Linked DNA regions of Zea mays: all the other regions are linked to region 1. The links are chromatin contacts, called in public Hi-C maps. All regions are on one chromosome and are shown on one strand. Each heading gives the region's core, a stretch centred on a gene start, on an enhancer-like site or on the middle of the called end of the contact. The rest is flanking DNA. Distances are from core to core; before and after follow the strand shown. Region 1 holds the start of LOC103626247 (probable ribose-5-phosphate isomerase 2). Region 2 holds the start of LOC100273603 (Transcription factor TFIIE alpha subunit). Region 3 holds the start of LOC100286212.

Region 1 (2,710 bases), core at 112-2,611:
TATGTCATTTTGGTGAACATATATTGTGTGGATCAATTAATATAAATTGTTCAACATGAATTGAGCAAATTACAAATAAACCCTATCATTTTTTTCTATAAAAGACATAAAAACCGGTTCGTTTTGAAGAAAAAATCGATAGTTTCGAGCAGCGGTTTTTGCAGCGGTAAACCGGTCAATAAAATTTTAATTTGATTTGAGCAAACCTGCCGCCGGCAGTTTTAGTTTACAAATCGTTTTAGTAAACGTGTGCGTGTGCACGTGTGCGCTGTCGTTCGATCTCGCCTCTTCAATTTCGGTCGCTCAGGTCCGACCAAATTCCTGATCTGCAAATGTGATAGCTGACGAGTGCTACCTGAACTATATACAGGTACACCCAACTGATCAGTGACGCGGCACAGCTCTTGGTTCGAGACGACCGATGACCGATTGCCGAGTGCTACTTCCTCTTGACTTCAAAAGATGTCACTGCTCGCACATACCATATATACGTACAGACAGTACGCGCGTGTGGTGAAAGGGATACGCACGCAATGAGAAAACTCGCCTCCTGGCTTGGTCATTCTGTGTTCAACGGTAGCTAGCCCAAACATATATATTTGTATCGGTTACACATGAGTCTTTGATACCACTACCAAAATCCAGCTCTTTGTCGAGTACTTCTAATCGGACACTCGGCAAAATTCAACTCTTGATAGTGACCGCGTTTGCGGTGAGCAAGACTCTGGGCATAGAAAGACACTCGGCAAAGATAACTTTGCTGAGTGTCAAACACTCGGCGAAAGGCGACGTTCGGTAAAGGACCATCAGCAGCCGTCTATATCTAACGGTCGTTATCTTTGTCGAGCGCCGGGCTTTTGCACTTGGCAAAGAGACTACTTTGCCGAGTCTCCCACGTCTGACACTCAGCAAATAATGCTTTACCGAGTGCCATCCTCGGACACTACGTAAAGTATATTTTTTATTTTTTTCTTTCTCTAACTAAACTTTTGTGGTATGTTGCTACACTATATAGACTTACATGTAACATTTTGACACAATTATAAAAGTGTTTTCTGTAACTATTAGATTTAATTTGTTTAATTCAATTTTCTCAGATAATTCAGATTTGATCATTTCTACCCACTTGTTGAGTTCACCCCTAAGTGCTCATCTCACAAGGTCACATGCTTCTAATCCTTAAAGAGAGATATTCCCACCAAGGGTTAAAATTTCCTTTTACCAAGTCAGATCATCACACAAGCAACACACTACGTGTTTGTTTTGAAATTTTAGCCTAGTGGATACATTCTAGGTGTATATTATGTAATGTCAATTTATATAATGTTATGTCAAAGTTTTAGTTCTCGTAACACCAGTCACTCGGATTCTCTTCCATTCTAGTACCTTGCCGTTATTAGTTGAGTTTGAGAGACTAGTGTTGTTAACAAGTGGTATTAGAGGGTTCGATTCTCAGCTTCAAGTCGCCAACGTCATGACTCTCAATGTCAAGCTCATCCTCGACGAGTTCAACCGGAGGTTCGACGCGACCGAGGCTGGACTCGACTGGCGCTTCGCGAAGCTGCTGCAGCCGCAAGCTGAGGGGGTGGACGAGCCGTTCCGCGATGTGGTGAGCCCTCTATCGCATCCTTCCATCGTCTACGTCTCTACGAGTCGTAACGCGACGAGGCCATGGCGGGAGCCAATGCTAGTGCGCTTGCTGGCCGTCGCGACGAGCGGCCCGCACGGGGACGCAATTCCTCCTCCGACGACAGATCTGAGCAATCCTACCTCACGCCCACCCGTGAGGCCACCAACAGGGCCCCTGCGCCCGACGATAGGTTGATGGCGTCCGTCGACCACCGTCGACGCCAGACTCCGGATGAAGAAGGAGGTGTCGAGCAGGAACGGGGCGGTGCCGTTGCCGACGAGGTGGAGGCCATGGCGGCGCACGAACTTCCTAGAGATGAGACCGGAGCAGAGGCTGCAACCCAGCAGCCGTGGTGCCTTTGCTGATCCACTTCGTCCCTGGTGATGATGGGTTCAGATGGAGCATGCATGGGGTTTGCTGCTACTCACGGTGGCGAGCTTGTCACTGGCGGACACGCTGGAGGAGCACCCTGCTCTGTGGCTGTCGCAGTTTCCGCTCGACGCGTGCGAGTTCACGTTTGATCGTGTGTCCGTTCCGCGGATGGAGCTGCTCGTCCTAGGCATCCTCGAGTGGTGGGTGGTCGTCGACATCCCTTTCCCCTACATCCGCTGCTTCGTGGCGCAGTTTCGGCAGGACGAGCGGCGGGCGATCTGCGAGCGCGCCGTGCAGCACCACTGCACCAGCTACCTCAAGCATAGAGGAGGATGTACCCTTTGACACTCCCACAAAGTGTTCGATAAGGGTCCTCAACCACAGCGCCAACTACGGCCGCTTCACTGAAGACCGGCGTAAAGAGGGCCAGATTCATTGCCTCCATCGTCAAGGGCCGCAGTGGCTCACTGTTCCGCGAGAAGATGATCGTGGGTGTTGGTGCTCGCTTTGTCGTCATCGTCGACGCGTCCAAGCTCGTGTCGCGCCTCGGCTGCACGGGCGCCAACCCCGGCGAGGTCATCCCCTTCGGCGTGCTTCACACGCTGGGACACATCCGCGGCCTCTTCGACGGCTTGCCTGGATTCCACGCCAGGCTGAGGTCTGTTCCAGCGACCGCCGCCAAGGGGAAAGAAGACTCGAAACAGTCCT
Region 2 (2,710 bases), core at 113-2,612, 390 kb before region 1:
ATCATCACTATGTACTTGAGGACAGCTGGTGATAGGAATACGATCCCTACCACGGATTGGCCTTAGGTTGTATGAGTGCGAGGGGGCTGGACGAGGGAGGAAACGCCCACGGCTGTGTTTGGGCGCCGTGGATGCTGGCCGCAGGGAAAGAGGGAGATGGGCTGCTGAACATAAGTACACACTGATGAACAGTAGCGCGATGAACAGTGGCGGCTAGGGTTTCTCCCAGCTCCCAGAGGGAAGCTGGAAACTATAATTGTTTCTGCTTGATTCCATAGGGTGGTGCTTACAATTATTTATACTTCCTTCTAGTACTTATCTAATGAGATCAAATCCCTCTTTTCTCTCTAACAAATCTTATCTCCTTAATCTTCTAATCCTTATCCAACTAATCTGCATGTCTAGATCCTTATCCAACTAATTTGCATGTCTATCCATTGCCTCTGCTGTGATCCGGCGCCTGTAGTGGCGGCCGGTCATAACAGCTGGTGATCGACCTAAGACGTGGTTGAAGTCGCTTCCCTAGGCAGAATTCTGTTACAACACTTCCTTCCAAACTGCATTGAAGTGTTTCTCATGTACACAACTAAAATGCAACCATCCACCAATCCAACCTTATTGCAACCGAGCTTCTAATGTACACAACCAATTTTTTCATTGAACAGAAATAGTTCGCATCAGGTACCTGGTGAGCGCGTCCAGGACGACGACGGCCATGCCGCGGTTGTCCCCGCGGGAGGTCTTGGGCTGGTTGTCGCCCTTCATTGAGACGTCATCGTAGAAGGCGCGGGCCGCCAGCTTCACCAGCCTGCAAGAAAACCAACCCAGCCGATCCCGCGCGGAGGTCAGGACGGCTGCGGCTAGGGTTTCGAGAATGAAGTTGGGTCGGGGCGCACCTGTTGAAGGGCTCGATGGAGTTCATGGTGGCGAAGACGACACTGGCGCACCAGCGTGCGGGTGATCGGGAGTTCTGATTGCGCGCTTACGACATAGGGGGCGGGCGAGAGTAGAGGTGCCGGCCGCGGCTGATGCAAGGTGCGCCACGAGATGTGTGATTTCTTGCAGAGGATGAAGATGCAGACCAGGCACACCCGTCTGGATCGGAGACGACAGAGAGGAAGAACCTCGGATTATGCACGATCGAGTCCCGATCGCAGATCAGGCGGCGCGGAATCGATCCCCAGCTCCGGTTCTTGCTCTGCTTGCGGCTGGGGAGGAAGGTGGAGGCGCTGACGTGCGTGCCCGTGGTGTCAATCTCTACTGCTCTAGAAGGCTATAGCGTAGGTGTCCACACTGCTTCACCACGGTTCCGCTTGCCCCCGCGTGCCCCCCGCCTCTGCGCGCCCGCGTGGCCCCTCGGCCCCCGCACCCCATCCCAGAGTCCTCCGCTATCCCTCGTGTTCCTTTTTGTTGCCCAAAAAATTTGTGATTGTGTCACTCTCAATTTTAGTTATATGTTATTATGCCCTCCTGTGTCAAAGACTGGTGGGACCATCTGTGTCTATAATTTGTAGACCCGATAGTATACTGACGAAACCCACAAACCATAATGGCAAAATTGTCAATGTCTCTGTGTTGCCCACCCCCGCCACGCAATCCTCGACGCCGCCCTCGCCCCCGCCTCTGTGGAGGCCAAGGGAGGCGTCGGTGTCCCCCTCACTCATGCCCTCGTCATCAGCGCCGGGCGTCCTTCGCCTCTCCTCATCAATTTCTCTCACCCCACCCGCCACCATCATCGGCCCCTGCCTGCGAGATCAGCTGTCGCCCCCACCCCGCCACGCAACAGATCTGCACCCCCAACCCCCTCCCCAGCGCCATGCCCGTGTGCACCCCAACCTCGGTCATCGCCACCTCCCCCGTGGGCCACCTCTCACTTCTCTCTACGATCCTCGCTCTCTTGCCCTCCCCCTCCTCTGCCTCCGACGCATTCGCCGACATTTTCTATGCACCTAGCAGGCCCTCCTTCACGCTCCTTGTCGTTGCCACACTACTTTGTGACCTCCCATCGACCTACCGCACCCGCATCCCCGCCTTCCTCAGGAAGATCATCTCTCTCTTCCCAAGTGCGGATGCCCATGACCTCCCTGCTCACATCCATGCCGCTCTACCTGGGCGTCATCCTCACAGGTTTCTTGCGCTTCTTTGGTGGCCGCCGCGGCGGCTGCGTTCGTGCTCCGCGGTACATTACGTGGCAAGTCGAGAGCACCGCACGGATGAACGTCTCGTTCGCGGTCAAGCAGGACCCCACGCTGGTGCCGAGGTTCAACGAGGGTGCCGTGAGTCTGCTCTGGGATGCGGTCGTGGTGTCCCGCTAGGATTACCGAATGTCAAGGTGATAGATTGCTCGTTACTCTACCTATTGTAATTACTCGTGTTTGCTTTAGAAATTTGTTCTGATCGGATGGCAGATGTCTCTCAGGCGGACAAATGGTTGTAGGATTGTATGCAAGAGGAATATGAACGGACCACTCATTGTGTCGAGAAGGGATTTCTAAAATCTGAGGGAATCATATTTTATATTACCTGCCAAGTCAGTTGTAAACTAATCATAAAGGTTGCTTAGATTCATAGTTATTTTGGGGTGTATACGACTTCTTATATCAGGTCGACGAGAGCATTGTTGGGAGGCAGCATGTTATTGTGACGGGTTGAAAGGCGATGGTGGCCGAGGGTGAGACGGTGGCGCTGGAGTTCACACCCATCGCTGAGC
Region 3 (2,710 bases), core at 95-2,594, 270 kb before region 1:
CTTTCGCCTTCAGGGACCATGTTTGATCGAGGAGATCTTCGTGGACCTGCTCTAAATGGTCTATGGGTAAGCTTTGCAGCGCCCTGCTAGCTGGCTGCGCGTAAAGGGAGAGAAGTCCACGCATTGTTTCGTATAGTAGGAGAAATTCTTGTCTTGTGCTTTTATGTGTCTGCAGAAGCATGGTATTTGTCACCGTACACTTATGGTCGTATACACCATGTAAATGGTGCAGGATTTTGTTTAGCCCTCTTTTTCTTATCATGTACACCTACCGCCATTAACACACACTCATCTCTCTAACCTCATCCTACTCCTTTAACCTATAAGGACATATATATAACTCTATTTAATATAAGATCTGTTGAGGAATTTCTATGGGTTAGATGAAAAAATATGAGACCGACTCCTTACGACTTTTCATACAAATCATCTTTTAATTGTATTTATAGTCTAAGAGTTTAGGATTGTAGGTAGCTTAAAACTGCAAATCTCAAGACTACGTTATTATAGATATCTCTTTGTCACAGAATCTCAAGACAAATAAAAAGAACCATTTTTAGTGGCGAAAGAAAGGTAATGCGAAACCATGTCTTTTCATCTCCAAGTTTTTTCTTCTGTTTTGCTGCACAACACATAAGAACAATCCACCTATACCTATCTAGTTATAACAAATTAATATGATCTGACTGTACGAAGCATCAGAGATCGTTCGGCTGCTTCTTGAGCACAGCGTCCTCTAGTAGTTACCGCCGAGACATCCTCAAATCACAGCTCGAGCGCGAGATCGTTGCGTCGGTCACCGACGGGTCGGCGCCGGCGGTACGGCTCCGCGCGGGCGGCGACCCTGTCCTTGCGCTTCTCCATGAACCGCTGCAGCGACGCCTTCCGGGCCACGGGTAGGTCGGCGAGCGAGCAGAGCGGCTGCTCTGTGCCTCCTCGCGCCGCCGCCGCCGCGGCGAGGCGCAGCAGGTCCGCCGCCTTGTCCGCCGCGACGTCGTCGAGCACCAGCGCCCGCCCTCCGTACACGATGATCAGCTGCGCCGCCGTTTCCGGCTCGTCCTGGTCGACGTCGGCGCCCGGCATGAGCGGCAGGGGCCGCCGCACCGGCGGCCGCGCGCGCGTCCTCTCGGCCTCCGCCGCCTTGACGTACTGGCTCAGCGCGCCGCACGCCGCCGCGAACCGGCTCGGTGTCGTCGCAGTCGCAGCTGTGTTCTTTCCTGTGCCTCCAGAAGGTGCCGCCGCCGCCATCACTGGCGATGACCTGCTGGCTGCTGCTGTTCTGGAGAATGGAGGAGGAGGAGGGTTGATGGAAATTTGATTTGCCTCGGACGTTGTTGGTTGCTTGGGTTTCGGTGGGTTCGTTGAGAGGTCTTGTTTTTATATAGCTGGGAGTTGATTGAAGAAAGAGAACACGCATCCGAGGAGTGTATGGGTCGTCGGCACGAAAAACACGTGAAAAAGCTGTGGCGACGAGAGGTGGGAGCACGTCCACCCAGCCTGTCGACGGCGCCCGCCGCAAGTGCACGACGTGACGTCGTGTCTGAGGCATGTGGCGCGGTGCCGCGGTGGCGGTGAGGTGGGGACGTGCAGGTACGTCGTGCTTCACATCGAACTGCTCCGCGCACGTGGCTGCGAGCGGCTTGCCTCCTGGTTGAACACCATGACCATGAATACAATTTACTACTTCGTTCTTAATTATATTGTTGACCGCTATATTTAGTATGTACGGCCGGCCGGAAGATTCGACCATGTAAACCATAAGGTCCACGTCCTCGACGTGTGGTTTGCGGGATAGCTCCCACGGTCCACGATTAACTCGAACTACTTATTTCATATCTCTTTACTACTCTATAAGGTTGCAACGGGGGCGTCCACACTTCACATGGCTCCGCCCCGACGCCCCGACGCGCCTCAGTGACCCCGCGTCCCCCCGCGACAATCTCGCTCCGTGACCCCGCCCCACTCCTCCGGGCAGTCCCCTCTCCGAAACCCTAGCCGCTGTCTGACCCTCGCGATCGCGCCATCCTCCCCCTCCGTGCACGCGCCCGCCCCATCCACGAGCAAGCTCTTGCTGCGAGGCGGGGGAGGTTGTTGGCGACTCCCTCTACACGCCTGGAGGCGCTGGAGGCACAGCCAAGGAGGAGCCGAAGGAGGAGCAAGCCCTCTGACTCGCACCCTTCATCACCTGTCTCCTTCCCTAATCCCACTCCATCGCTGCCAGGTCCTCCTCTCCCATTTTCTCTGCGACCGCGACGGCAGCATCCGCACCGCCGCCCACCACCACCTGCTGCTCTGTTGCACCGATTCGCTGAAAGGTCCCTACCATCCCCGCCATTCCCTTCTCTAGCCTCGCATCGCGCCCTAGATGTGTCTCGCTATGTCGCTGTCAGCTGGAGAGGCCACAGACTCGTCATCCGACTCCGATGAGGCTGCATCCTGTCATCCCCGACTGTTTACTGCTGGTAAGTCACCCTAGCCTGTCTATCATTCATCCCGATCTCATCTCTCCGCGTCCCGCAATCCCAGCCGCGAGGAACTCCATTCGCTTCCTCCATCCGCCCAGATCCGCGCTCGCCCGGATCCGACTCACCTTCCCTGCTCTCTGGTTCCGCGAAGTACGCAATCCTCGCCATCCGCCCGGATCCACAGACGCAATCCCTGCTCTCTCCTGTCCACCGCTTCCTCCAGATCTCTCCAGCAGCGAGGAATT

The links. Hi-C and Micro-C count contacts between places; a contact is called where the count stands out from the background.
Region 2: a contact with region 1 is called in a Hi-C map of ear, with 3 times the contacts expected there. The contact joins the promoter of LOC100273603 here to the promoter of LOC103626247 in region 1. A contact is called at or near these places in 6 of 25 Hi-C or Micro-C datasets (bundle sheath, ear, endosperm and 2 more).
Region 3: a Hi-C map of ear shows a contact between it and region 1, with 2.9 times the contacts expected there. The contact joins the promoter of LOC100286212 here to the promoter of LOC103626247 in region 1. A contact is called at or near these places in 7 of 25 Hi-C or Micro-C datasets (bundle sheath, ear, leaf and 3 more).

What each region holds. Positions count from the first base shown.
Region 1 is chr5:38,108,644-38,111,353 of Zm-B73-REFERENCE-NAM-5.0, reverse strand. LOC103626247 (probable ribose-5-phosphate isomerase 2) reads left to right here and starts at 1,361. Exons shown (of 1, transcript XM_008646648.4): 1 at 1,361-2,710. The coding sequence starts at 2,485.
Region 2 is chr5:38,503,431-38,506,140 of Zm-B73-REFERENCE-NAM-5.0, reverse strand. It overlaps LOC100273603 (Transcription factor TFIIE alpha subunit), which reads right to left and starts at 1,362. Exons shown (of 10, transcript NM_001148019.1): 1 at 897-1,362; 2 at 686-808. The coding sequence starts at 922.
Region 3 is chr5:38,382,122-38,384,831 of Zm-B73-REFERENCE-NAM-5.0, reverse strand. It overlaps LOC100286212, which reads right to left and starts at 1,344. Exons shown (of 1, transcript NM_001159100.2): 1 at 575-1,344. The coding sequence starts at 1,248. The coding sequence ends at 766.